3 separate regions of the Mus musculus genome follow, and all the other regions are linked to region 1. Evidence: chromatin contacts called from public Hi-C and HiChIP or PLAC-seq data. All regions are on one chromosome and are shown on one strand. Each heading gives the region's core, a stretch centred on a gene start, on an enhancer-like site or on the middle of the called end of the contact. The rest is flanking DNA. Distances are from core to core; before and after follow the strand shown.

Region 1 (4,364 bases), core at 862-3,361:
GGTTCAGTGCCTGAAGTCGAGGAAGGGAAAGAGGCACCATGGGGGTGTTCCAGCATGGCTGCCATTATACATCACTGCTGTTGCTGTTCCCCACCTTGAAACCCCAAGAATCAGGGATGGTTCCTATTTCTTGTCGAGTCCCTGGTTCTTAGCCCTGAGAATGCATTTGCTGGTTGATTTGGATACACTGTGGAGGAGTGGGAAGACCAAGATTGGAAAGGGATTCAGGATGTGAGCCTGGTTAGATCTAGCATTAACCGGATGGGGACTGTGAAGGAGAAGGAGTCCAACAAGCTTCAGGTTTGGGCAGGATTTAACGGGGTCAGAAGACAGCCACAGGGGAACATCATCCACTCTTTCTCCACTATAAGGTCTTTGAGCAGAGTTTCATTACCAGGGGAGAGCTAGCAGCTTCCGTTTTAGACTGATGAGGTAGATACGTGAGTGTGTGCCAAAAAGAGTGATGGAAACCAGAGGGAGCCCTGAGACAGGGAGGCGGTGTCGGGATCAGATGACTGCTCCGGTGCCTCCAGGAAGAGTCTCACCACCAAGGCAAACAAAAGACAGCAAAATCAGAAATTCCACTCCTAGACATACATGTACGATAGATAAAAATGGATAAAATGCACAAAACCTAGTGTGCTGAAGTTCATGCAAACATTACCCATCATTGCTAAGAACTGGGAACACACCAAATGTCTACCAGCTAATGAATAGATAAGCAAATTATGGTAAATCCATATGGTGGGATTATATTCAGCCATCAGGATGATATATACTCCGTGATATGACATGGGCAGACCTTGAAAACTTATGGTATGTGAAATAAGTCAGTCACAAATGGCCTCATGTGATATGATTTCAATGATAAGAAATATCCAGAGTAGTCAAATCTAATGAGACAGAAAGTACATCAATGTCCACATCTGGCTGGGGGTGGGAGCTGAGAGAGGTTGTGGCTTGGCTCTTTTAGGAGCATTGAAAATGGCTAAGATCTGTTCTTTGTGATAATGGTCATATGATTTCCAAGAACTGATTACAAACCAGTGAACGGTTCACCATACACAGGTGAATTCTATGACATATGAATTATATCTCAGTAGAGCCTTACCAAATGGTAGAGCCTGAACATACTGCAATATCAGGTACACAGGGGATTCCGCCATCCTAAAAGACGTGATTGAGTTAGACTATTTAGAAATAAATTATGTATTTATTTTTAAAAAAAGACTAACGTGCTTAGTTGACCAGACTAAATCGTTTAGTAATGGCCTTGGCCTGCACTTGGCACACTCTGCTCTTTTCGGGTAGGTAGCCCAGGGTTCACTGGCCACTGCCCCACTGGCTTAAATAAACGTGTCGTTAAAGGCGAGAAGAGTTCAGCGTGGATGTGATTGCTGAGAGAAGTCCCCAGAAGAAAGCAGAGGCCGTGGGATGTCGCTCGCTCGGGCAGCTGACTTTTGCGTGTCTGACTGTGAAGTGCTGGAAACCGGCTCCTAACTTTCTTCCTCTTTTTGTTCACTCAGAGATTCCAAGTGTGACTGTGACCCAGCTGGCATCTCTGGACCCTGTGATTCTGGCCGATGTGTCTGCAAACCAGCCGTCACTGGAGAGCGCTGTGATAGGTCTGTGCGAACCGTGCCCCTGAGGACTTGAGGGACAGTGCTCTGGCACTTGGTGTTTAAGAATCAATCCACAGAGAACAATTATGGAAAGTGGGCTCTGAACAAATGTTGAGAGCTTCTTTCTCCCTGTCCTCAAAGGCTGAGCTTAAAAAACAAACAAACAAACAAACAAACAACAAAAAAAACATTCATTGCGGTCCATCCTCTGCCTTGGGTCCCCTCTGTTTGTTTTTCCTGTGACAGAGACAGAGGGCCCCAGAGAGTCCCCTTGGCAGCTGCCTGGGACTCCCAGGTGCTTAGATGCAAGGCTGTGTGCAATAATGAGACCACATGACTAAAGTGGGTCTTGGGAGACGCCTGGCCTAATTAAACACGTTGAGGAAAATCCTCCCTACAGCGACCATGGCAGTCTATGGCCATACATAACCATTGTGTACCGAAAAGGAACCGCCCCAGGAAGGGGATGGTACTTACACGTACACACATGAACTGGGGCAGCACGTCAGAGCCCTTTGGGCCTGAGCCATGTTGGGGCAGGTGGAGCAGTGAGGAGCCATTGGCCCTTAGTTGCTGCCTCAGGACATCCCTTGAGTCCAATCTGTGTTCTGACTAAACTTTCCTCTCCCCCAAGATGGCTGTGAGTGGAGGAGCCATCATGAGGGTGACCTCAGAGCTCAAAGAAAGCAAGCATTTTCCTGGCACCCTGCCAAACACATCTGCCTGGGTGAAGGCGCTGCCCGTGCATTCCGAGCCTGTGGTCTCAGGGTGTTGTTGAGAGTACTTGCTGCTCTTTCAAAGGATCCTATCTGGGATCCCTGCATCCGTGTCCAGTGGCCCACAACTGCCTGAAACTCAGACACACACACACACACACACACACACACACACACACACACACGGTATGCATGTTGAGACAGAGTTTTACTCTGTAACAGAGGCTGGGCCTGGAACTCATTATGTAGCCAGGCTAGCCTTGAAGTCATAGCAATCCTCCTGCCTCATCCTCCCAAATGCTAGGATTATACTACTTCCTACTGGAAAGCCTTATTTATTTATTACTGTTTTAAGACAGGGTTTAGAACTTGCTACAATAGCAGAGGCTGACCTTGAACATCTGATCCTCCTGCCTCTATTTCCCAAGTACTGGGATTACAGACATGGGCCACTAAACCTGTCTTTGGAAGCCTTTTAAATTCTAGAATATGCAACAAAGTAGGCAGCTACATAAAGTAACAGTTGCCATCGCCACAATTAGTGGGCCTCTGCTAACAATATTCTATCCCAGTGACATCAGTGGTCAGTGGGAGTGACCATCGCTGGGTGGCATGCCAATCATCCTTGGTTTTCTTCATCATTGGTCATCCCATGGCTCTGTTCCCTCCTTCATCCTTCCCTCTCCGTGGGTTTGAATCCCGCCTCGGCCCTTTTATCCTCCTCCACCAAGAACGTCAGAAATAATTCCAGTCTCAGCAACTCTCTATCTTCAGGGGGGAATTGAATGAAGGTGTAGACATAAGGTGCCTATGGGGCTGTTCCTGTCTTGTGTGGAGAAAACCGGAGCCTTCTTTCCTGAAGCCTCAGAGCTCAGCCTTGCTTGGCAGTTGTCCAAAGAGAAGCTGCCCGAGGGCTTGGTCTGGGAGCAGGAGTGGAATGCCAGCCTGCAGTTGGCTGCTCTGGGGAGTCTCTAGGTTTCTTTTATCTTTGTTACTGGGTCTTTCCTCTGTGGGCCATGTCTAGGTATGACGAACATGGTGCTGGTAAGTACCCCAAGCTCTTGGGGATTGGGACAGTTGAATAGGTACTGAGGTAAGCGCCTTCTCTTTCTGGTTCCCACTTCCCCTCCATTAAACACTCGCTCCAAGGCAGGTCAGCTCTGCATAATCCTGTCGCATTCCTCCCTACCCTACCTCCCCCTCCATCCAGTCGTCAAAGATGGGTCAGTAGTCAAGTTTCCAGACTACCAAGGTTCTAGTGAAGGCACAGACAGTGGACACGCTCATTTGTTGTGTATATGTTTGGGTGAGGGTGGGGGCTGGGATTGCCCCTCTGGTGGTCTGGAGTGGAGGTCAGAGGTTGTATGTAAACCTTGCCGTTTTCTTCTTTCTAGAAATTAATGGTGCCGAGTGAGAGAGAGAGTAGAAGAGGCTGGGTCAGCCATGGCATTCCCTGTGAAATAAGAAATAACAGTGTTGCCCTGACTTCTATGATTCTGCTGCAGGTGCCGACCAGGCTACTATCATCTGGACCGGGCAAACCCTGAGGGCTGTACCCAGTGTTTCTGCTATGGGCATTCAGCCAGCTGCCACGCCTCTGCCGACTTCAGTGTCCACAAAATCACTTCAACTTTCAGTCAGGGTAAAGTATCTCTACAAAGGGTTTTGCTGGGGTTTTTTTGTTTTGTCTTCTTTTTTTTTTTTAATTTAGCATTGTACAAAGATCTGTGACTTGTGTCTAGGACAGTGGCTTCCCTAGTCATAGGATGGCTTCTCAAGTCATGGTTCTCCACTTCCCAGGTCCTGGGATTACAAAGCTGTCCCATCACATGCAGTTCAATTCTGTGCCAGGGATCGAACCCAGGACCCTGGGTATGCTAGGCAGACACCTTCCTAACTGAGCTACATCTCTAGCCCTCTTGTATTATTCTTTTTAATGTACATTATATTGTCGGGATAAGACAAAACATATATCTTTAAAAAAATTACAGTGGAACAACATATAAATAACTTAAAAATAACTAAA
Region 2 (4,364 bases), core at 677-3,176, 220 kb before region 1:
GTAAGCAAGGTATGGTGGTAATTCCAGCACCCAGGAGGTGGAGGCAGGAGGATTAGGAATTTGAGGCCAGTCTCAGCTACATGAGACCAAAAAGCCAGAATGTTACAGGTGTGAGACGGTTACTATGTTAGTCAGTTGTCCTTGTAACAAATACGTGAGATCACTAGTCTACAAAGATAGGTTTATTTTAGCTACTTGTAAGTAATCGGTCTGCATGTTGTATATACCACAGGACATCTATGCTATTTCTGGGAAATCTCTGGTCTTACGAGGTCTGCTTCTTCGACATAAACGTCTCCAACATAAAAAGCCACAGTTCCCTGAGGTCCTTGGCAGCCAAAGACGCAGACATGTGAGGCCTTGTTTCAGGAGGCACCTTCGGAAGGAAGTCCTCTCTGTTGAAGACATCTGTGCTGCAAACATGGAAGAAACAGAGAAGACAAGATGGAATCCTCAGACTGAGTCCTTATCTGGGAATCAGCTCTGAGGCTAGCAGGCAGCAAGGATGCGGCTAAGTCACCTAGCTGCTAGGCAACAGAGCAGAGGTTCCTCCTCAGGCCAGCATTATGGTTTTCAGTGTTGTCCAGTGTGACCTGAAGTCAGTCCTTACAGTAACTGTGTGAGACTTCCTGCATTCTGCTTGGTCTCTTATGGTTTATTGAGCCATGATTGCCAGCTATGAGTATCCGTCTAACAATTTGAATAAACTGCTTAAATGAGGGTCAGTTCTATGGAGAGAATTACAGCCACAGAGTAAAATGGCATTTTTCTTTGAGATGTTTCATTGCATCTTTTATTATTGTCATTGGGAGACATTTGCCAGCTTCTCTTACTTCGTTTGTATTTCTTGGGTACGCTATATTATTTTTTTTTATTTTTATTTTTTAGAGGATGGAATGAGGGTGGTCAATATAGGTGAGGTAGCCCAGGCTGGTCTTGAATTTTCTATATAGTTGAAGGTGATCTTGAGCCCCTGTCCCTGCCTCCTGAGTTCTGAGGCTGCAGGCATGTGTCACCACTGCTAGTTTTTTAAAAATTCAGTAATGGGGGGGGGGGTCAAGCCTAGAGCTTTGCATGTGCCTGTAAAGTGTCCTACCAACTAAGGTAAATCCCCAGCCCATTATAAATAAATAAATAAATAAATAAATAAATAAATAAATAGATAGATAGATAGATAAATAGATAAATAAATAAATAAATAAATGTATGTATGTATGTATGTTATCATACTGGATATTAGGGGCACATACTTGTAATCTCAAAACTTAGGTTGAGGCAGGGGGATCACTGCAGTTTCAAGGCTAGCCTGGTCTACTCTAGAGAGTAGACACTGTCTCAAAAAAAATATATCATAAAAATGGTTAAACTCAACATTGAAGTGAATTTGCTTTTAAGGGCTCCCCACCCATACCTCAGTCCTTGGAGACTATTCGGGCCCTTGTCACTATGACGTAATCTCAGAAGAGTATTGGGGTAAAGGCTGTCTCTCTATCAGTGTTAGAATCCTAGGCATTCAACAGACGTGTTTTGCTTATCACTAAAAGAGAAACAGAAGATTCCGAGACACTCAGAGCAATTCAGGCCTTTTATTAAAAATTGACAGACCCAGCAAAGCAGCAGGAATCCTCCTCCAATATCTAACTGATAGCAGATTGAATCAGAGATGACACAAGCCAGGACTGGGCTGGTTTATGGTCTCTGTTTAATTTGCAACACAAGGGATTTTAAACAGTGAGTGGGTTTGTCTAAGAATCTTGCTTACGAATGGACTGGGTTGAATTCAGGACCCAATAAGATAGGATAGGATTATTTTAGATAAATTTAATCAGGCTTTTTACAAATTCAAACCCCACCCACATTCCCGCTCAGTGTGATACCTCTGTGAACAAAAGCTCGAAGTGGAGTGAACGCTTTTCGCTTTTTGCTTTTGGGAGATTCCTTCTCACAAGTAAACACAATGGGACAGTGAGGGGAGCAGTGGTGTTCACAGGTGTGGGCTAGAGTCTCCCTCAGCTGACTTACCATCAACCCTTTGAATTTAAAGCTGGGGGTGGAGAGGGGTGGGGTCTCCGTTTGGAGGAAGAAACAAATATTACTTCTCTCATTTTAGAGTGTCTTTTGGATTTTAAGGGCTCCCTGGCTTCGGAGCACACTGAGGTCAGACAAACTTGTTCTGCCTTCACTGCAGTTACAGTAACTAATGGGGTGGGGTGTTTGAAAGAAAGAATAGAATCACAGCCGTCCAGCTGTGAAAATACAAGATCAGTTAAATCCTGCTCCAACAGCTGTGATTGAGTTGCTTGCTTCCTCCCCTCCCCTCCCCTCCCCTCCCCTCCCCTCCCCTCCCCTCCCCTCCCCTCCCCTCCCCTCCCCTCCCCTCCCCTCCCCTCCCCTCTTCTTTCTTTCTTTCTTTCTTTCTTTCTTTCTTTCTTTCTTTCTTTCTTTCTTTCTTTCTTTCTTTCTTTCTTTCTTTCTTTCTTTCTTCCTTCCTTCCTTCCTTCCTTCCTTCCTTCCTTCCTTCCTTCCTTTCTTTCTTTCTTTCTTTCTTTCTTTCTTTCTTTCTCTCTCTTTCACAAGTAGGTCAGGTTGGCCTCTAACTTGTTTAACTTCTGGAAGTCAGCATTTACAGACCACAGGAGGCCTCCCTTTAGGTTTTACAAATTATTTCAGTTCTTCATTTTTCAAAAGCTTAAAGTGATATCAACTTATGAATGTTCTTGGTTTTTAAATTGTGAATTCATAATAATTTCATGAGAATTGCTTACATTTTTCAATATACAACCATATACATACATATATACATACACACATACATATATATGTATATGTATATATGTATGTATGTGTGTGTGTATATATATGTGTGTGTGTGTGTGCGTATACACATATTAAAAACATTCCCAAGGAAAACTGTGGGGTTTTGGTTGGTTGGTTGCTGTTGTTGTTTTGTTTTGTTTTGTTTTTAACTTCAGAAATATTTTACTTAAGTCTGTTTGTTAAAATTTTGCCCAACAGTAGGAACTGAAACCTTCTAACAGTTGCTGTAGATTACTGATGATAACTACCCCAAGGTCATGCCTCCTGGCTTCTTAATGGCCGGGTTCAGCAATATCGTTTGCTGGCAAAGGAATCATTCATTCACAAAACTGGACCCACCCAACCAGAGACCCTTGGTGGAAGTTCAGTTAGATTCTAAACCAAGAAAAATAGTTGCCTCTTTTCCTCACTGAACTTTGATCAGTACTGTGTGCTGTGTGGCCAAGCTAGAAAGTAGATGGAATTTCAAACAAGGCTTTAATGGTACCTTGGGAGCTTCCACCGGACGTCCTTCAACCAAGGAGAAGCATACCAAGATGGGATGCATCACACAGAAAATAGGATTTATTAAAGGAAATCAACCCCATTACCATAGTAGGCATACCCTCAGGGCTGACCCATATTTTATAAATGATGTAAATTACTCACTTTGACATATCTGTAATATGATGTGGCTCAAATTCTTTTCTATCAGGCTTGTTTGTTTTATGAGAAAGGGGTTTTCTCTGCAGCCCAAGGTGGGTTCAACTCACAGCCTCAGCTTCTCTATTGCTGGGCTTACAGGAGTCAGCCCTACTCTAGTAACTTCCTGAGTTTGCCAGATGCTAGGATACAAAGATTAGTAAGAGGCTGCTCCCAGACAGAGGCAGACAGACAGTGAATCCATTTTTAAGAAATGTTTAAGCGCTGGTAAGATGGCTCAGAAGGTAAAGGCACTTACTGCCAAGCCTGAATGCCTGCGTTTGATCCACAGGACATACATAGCGCAAAGAGAGAACTGGTTTCCACGGGTCATCCTCTCACCTCCATAGATGCATGCATATGCATACACATACACCCAATAAATACATTAAAACATAATAAGGTATAATTAATAAATTTCACTTAGAGCCTAATCCTAGCAATTTATAATCTGAGACCAGACAATCAACGAAGCTTGCGAGTTCAAGACCAGCCTGAGCAAGACAGGAAGACCCTGTCTCAAACACTGGAGTAAAGTACAATGTTTAAGATGTGGTTTTTATTCGAAGGAGGTAGAAAACAGCAGAGGGGAACTAATTAGACAGGAGAAAAATTCTTTACGGGTTAGGAACTTTTAACTTGAGATCTATTCAAAACCTGATCAGAGGACCATGGTAGCCAGCATATATCCTACAAGGCAGAAGTGTGTGGTGTCTAAGAACAGGCAGAAGCCAGTGTGACTGCAGTCTCTGAGCCAAAGGAGGCTGCAACTGTGTGCAAACCATCTAGGGCAGTGAGTGGTTCTAGACCTGGGGGTCATGACCCCGAGTGTTGGGGGTGTCAAGCAAGCCTTTCACAGGGGCTGC
Region 3 (4,364 bases), core at 1,218-3,717, 140 kb before region 1:
CTCAGTCGCCTCTACTGCTTTAGGCCTGAAGCAGAGCATCATGGGAAGAGTGCATGCTGACCTTTCGTTAGGGAAGTAAAAGAAAGGAAAAGACCAGGATCCCACAGTCTCCTTCAACCATGGCCTCTTCCCTCGTGACACCAGGATGGCCTCTACAGAAATACCCATCAACTTTCTATAGCACAAAGCTGGGGGCGGGGGGGAGGGGGCGGCTAAACATTCCACACAGGTGCCTCAAGGAATATTCAAAGTCCAGGCTGCATCAGGTAGCCAGAATTACCAGAAGGTAAAATGCCTTCTGGAGCTTTGCTTGGTCTGAGTTCCAAGACCTTGCCTGATTATGCGAGACCCACCTGTACCTGTTACGGAGGTGGATCTGCCTTATTCAGTCCACGGATGTCAGTAACTGTATCAGAAAATACATCACATTGTCATGGAGACTGGACTCTTCTAAAGCGTTGGACATCCTAACCCAGCCAGGATGTTGTGGGAAAGCCACTCATCCCACAGATATTGATAGGTTTCAGTCACAGGTTTGAGGCTTTGAAATATCCTAAAATTAACTTTGGTTCAATGTCTGTGGGAGCCCAGCGCTCCAAGGATGGTCTTGAAAGGCTGAGGATTTGGAGCTGGGCGATTCGCCTTCAAATGTCATCTCTGCAGCTTGGCGGCATCAGGTTTTGAGTCTTTGTTTCCACATTCATGAGCTGTTATCAGGCTACTCTGGTAATTAAATGAGAGAATGTTTTTACAACTCTGGAATACAGTGGCAGTCACCATAGTGATTGTAATCTCATTTTTATATCATGTTTCAGTTTTTAACTTCCTTTCTGTCCTTTATGTTGTGAGAGCTATTGAAGACTCTTGGTATTGTTTATGGGGGAAATGGAATAAAAACCTAGTATTTAATTTAACATTTTGTTTAGAGAATACTTGGAAAATTAAAGAATGCATGTCATATGTGACTTTATATGTTCTATAGAACATTATCACCTGGAGGGCCCATGAAGGGTGGTGTAGACTGTCAGCCACACAGCTTAGGACATGAAGGGTGGTGTAGACTGTCAGCCACACAGCTTAGGACAGAAAGGCTGGATTACTGTGCTTTAGTCATTGATGTGTGCGTCTCTGAAGTCAGGGGTCATGCTTACATACATTTAAGAGCGTACGCTTTGTTTCTTGTTTTGATGTTTGTGTTTGCATTTTGAATGTTTAGTGGTGACTGGCTCTGATATTTTGCCTAGAAATCGAAAAAAAAAATCTTTGATTTGAAAGATTTTAAAATTCTGTTGGGTTTATTTTTTATATGGATGGTGTATTTTATTTCTGATTTTTGATGAAATATATCATCTTGGCGGAGGTGTTGGTGGAGAGCTGTGCCAGCAGTTAAGAGCACTGGTATTTCCTCCAGAGGAACCTGGTTCCATTCCTGGGACCCACGGCCCTCTCTTTGTCCTTGACAGACACTGCAGACAGGAGGCACACGCAGGCAAAACACTCATACACTCCAAAAAACAATTGTCTTTTGAGATAGGGTCTCCTCAGATTGCCTGTAGCTGCGGCTGGTTTCGAATGCTGATCCTCTGGCCTCCATCTTCTAGGTAGACCATAGGCTTGTGCCACCGTGTCTGGTTACTGGAACACATTGAAGCATTGATTGTAATGAAGAATTTGCCTCCTGAAGTTGGCCCCACTGCTGTAGGAAGCATGCCATGCACTCGCTGCTGTGGTTTTCTGAGAAGCTGCTGCTTGCATGTTAGTATCAGGCTTAAGTCTCGGTGCATCATTATAAGGAGGGCCTTGGAAAGTCACATGGGCATTGCTGTGATTGACTGCTTTATGGCTGTTGCCATAGTGAGAGATAAAAGTCCCTGCAAGTGGGGTCATTGCATCTCTGTCTTCCCTACATGGCGGGAGATGGGATGAGAGTTTATTTAGGAACTTGCTGATACAGAATACTTGATAATAAGTACCACGTGGAAAATGGAATCTCCTTTTAGAAAGAGCTTTGCCCAAGGTGATGCTACATTGACGTGTGTGTGTGTGTGTGTGTGTGTGTGTGTGTGTGTGTGTGTGTGTGTTTTCTGTAAGGACAAAAGTGACTCTTAATATCATTGTCCCAGTCTCAGCTTTTTAAGAGCAAGCTAATTATTTTCAGGTCAGTGGAAGCAGTGCCTGGGATATTACAGTCAGAGGGGAACGGTGCTCATATATGATGTACAGGCAAAGTAAAGTAGATACATACATTGAGGTGGACATGGAGAAAATGGACCAGAAAGGTGGAGAAGGCAGAACTCAGCAGCTTGTTTGCGAGGGTTGATGGCTTAAGATACTCACTCCTAAGAAGATCTAACTGTCCCTTGTCCTCACAGCCACTCTGAAGTAGAAACTATTAAGTTAGGCATGTCTACAGGTCAGCAGCCCACATTCTTGACAGTGAATGTGTTTCAGAGTCATGATTTCAGAGTTTTCTCCTCCCTCCTCCTGCACAGTGCTGGGACAAGGCGCACCATAATCGAGCGCATGACTAATTCTGCCGTGAGGTGCAGAAAATCCCATACTTTTGTGGGATGACTATAAATAGCCTCGTGTCAACTCAGGTCAGGGTTTGCTGCAGATGAGTTCTCTCCTGCCCAAGGCCTTCGCTGCTAACTTAAAACCATTAGACAAAAAAAAAAACAAAAAAAAACAAAAACAAACTTACCTGACATACAGGGCTTTTAATTTCAGACTTGGGGATAAGGGTTACAGACTAGCATTTCTATTTTTACAGTTAAGGTAGATGCATAGAATGGTAATTTCTCCAGTTTTCTGAGTCTTAAAAACTCTTTTTAGTTTTGTTTTTACTGATGCGCTTGTGATAGGTCTAAGCCCTGGAATGCTGGTGCCTGGGGTCCACTGGTGTCACTGTGGACCTGGAAGTACAGGCAGCCGTGAGTCCCCTAACCTTGGTTGTGGAAACTCAGCTCCTAGGCAATGGCAGGATGTGCTCTTAACCACTAAGCTAGTCCTCAGTCCTTCGCTTCCCCAGTTTTACTTGAGCCTGTAGAAGTAAACTGTGTGTCACCTCTTGCTCTTCTGTGAGGTGGGATCTGGCGTTTCTAGAATAAGAAGGGATACCTACAAATGGCAATAGAAATTTCCCTTACCTTCTGTGGTTAGCTCAAGGTCTGATTTATTAACCCCTCCCCCCCCCCAGGTGCTTTGAATTAAATGTATGACCTTGTGTATCCCCAGCTTTCACCTTCCAGTTTCCCACCTAAACCCATTCATTATTAGTGTAGTGTGAACTGTCAGCAGTATGAACGAAATCCGATCTGTGCTTACTGTTTTTACAACACTTCCTGTTATTATCGCGATACCACACACTTCCAAATGTTCTCTGACACTTACATACAGTTTCAGCCCACAAGAGCATTTTATTAGTATTATTTTTAATACTAATATACTAATTTATACTTTTAGTGCTTTTAATACTAATTAGTCTAATTAGTACTAATTATAAATATTAGTGTTATTTTTCCCCTGCTAGTGATTTCTTAATTTTGTCTTTGTTACAAAAAGCAAAAGTAGTTTGAGATCAAGCCAGAACCAGATTTACTGGTTTATAATAAATAAACAACACTGTACATTTTATCCCTGTTCTTCAGGGTTCCGAGCATAGCCGTTACCGTTTTCCTTGGGCATTAACTGGAATATATTTAACTATGACTACAGTTTGTTTGAGGAAGCGGATTGAGAAAACGCAGGAAAGGCTCATGGTGCCTGGCTAGAGATGCTGAGAGTCTTACAGCCCAGCTGCCTGGGTTCAAGTCACATTTCTCTGTTCTCTATGTACCGGAGGGTGATGCACTGTGCTTACAAATGTCGACATCCCTCACCAATTGGCAGTTTAACTTTGAACATGTAAATGATCATTGTAAGCCCACTTTTGAAAGACTGAGTATAGGGGAGAGTATAGGTTTAAGCAGGTGGTGCAAGCCTACCTTTAATCCCAGTACTCAGAGCTCTGTGAAGAGCCTGGTCTACAGAGCAAGTTCCAAGATAGCCAAGAGAAACTCTGCCCCCAAAAAACAAAAACAAAACCAAATCAACCCAAAATTCAGCTGGTTGTAGGGACTCATGTCTTTAATCAGAGTAGAGGCAGGCAGCGCTGTTTGAGTTCAAGGCTAACCTAAGGTGAATTCGGGGTAGCCAGGGTTATATAGAGAGAACCTACATCAACCCCTTCCTCCTAAATTTAAATCAAAGCTGAACATTGTCTGGTCCATACACTTTATTTTATTGGTCTACATATTTTAAAATTTAATAACATTTTCATATTACAAACTATACTGTTTCAAGGTTTCATGTTGTGTCAGTTT

Evidence for each region. A called contact is a pair of places that touch in the nucleus more often than the background predicts. HiChIP or PLAC-seq counts read pairs in DNA pulled down with a chosen protein or histone mark.
Region 2: a contact with region 1 is called in an H3K27ac HiChIP or PLAC-seq map of embryonic stem cells, with 6 read pairs. The contact joins two enhancer-like sites. A contact is called at or near these places in 1 of 484 Hi-C or Micro-C datasets (bone marrow-derived macrophages), 2 of 115 datasets of contacts at active chromatin or transcription factors (both in embryonic stem cells) and 3 of 9 other capture datasets (adipose tissue, embryonic stem cells and liver).
Region 3: a Hi-C map of muscle stem cells shows a contact between it and region 1, with 1.6 times the contacts expected there. The contact joins two enhancer-like sites. A contact is called at or near these places in 1 of 484 Hi-C or Micro-C datasets (muscle stem cells) and 2 of 9 other capture datasets (embryonic stem cells and pancreatic islet).

What each region holds. Positions count from the first base shown.
Region 1 is chr1:153,151,653-153,156,016 of GRCm38.p6, reverse strand. It overlaps Lamc2 (laminin, gamma 2), which reads left to right. Exons shown (of 24, transcript NM_008485.3): 5 at 1,527-1,625; 6 at 3,844-3,980. Among named protein-coding and RNA genes, the nearest start is that of Lamc2, 33 kb to the left of the region's middle. Within about 2 kb of position 2,111, at least 26 of the 459 cell types and tissues checked have an H3K27ac peak or open chromatin away from gene starts, as enhancers often do. A contact at or near this core is called in embryonic stem cells and muscle stem cells, where this site is marked.
Region 2 is chr1:153,374,268-153,378,631 of GRCm38.p6, reverse strand. Gm46246 (a long non-coding RNA gene) reads left to right here. Exons shown (of 2, transcript XR_001779877.1): 2 at 233-775. Among named protein-coding and RNA genes, the nearest start is that of Gm46246, 21 kb to the left of the region's middle. Within about 2 kb of position 1,926, at least 26 of the 459 cell types and tissues checked have an H3K27ac peak or open chromatin away from gene starts, as enhancers often do. A contact at or near this core is called in embryonic stem cells, where this site is marked.
Region 3 is chr1:153,290,549-153,294,912 of GRCm38.p6, reverse strand. All of the region lies in intron 1 of Lamc1 (laminin, gamma 1), which reads left to right. Among named protein-coding and RNA genes, the nearest start is that of Lamc1, 40 kb to the left of the region's middle. Within about 2 kb of position 2,467, at least 86 of the 459 cell types and tissues checked have an H3K27ac peak or open chromatin away from gene starts, as enhancers often do. A contact at or near this core is called in muscle stem cells, where this site is marked.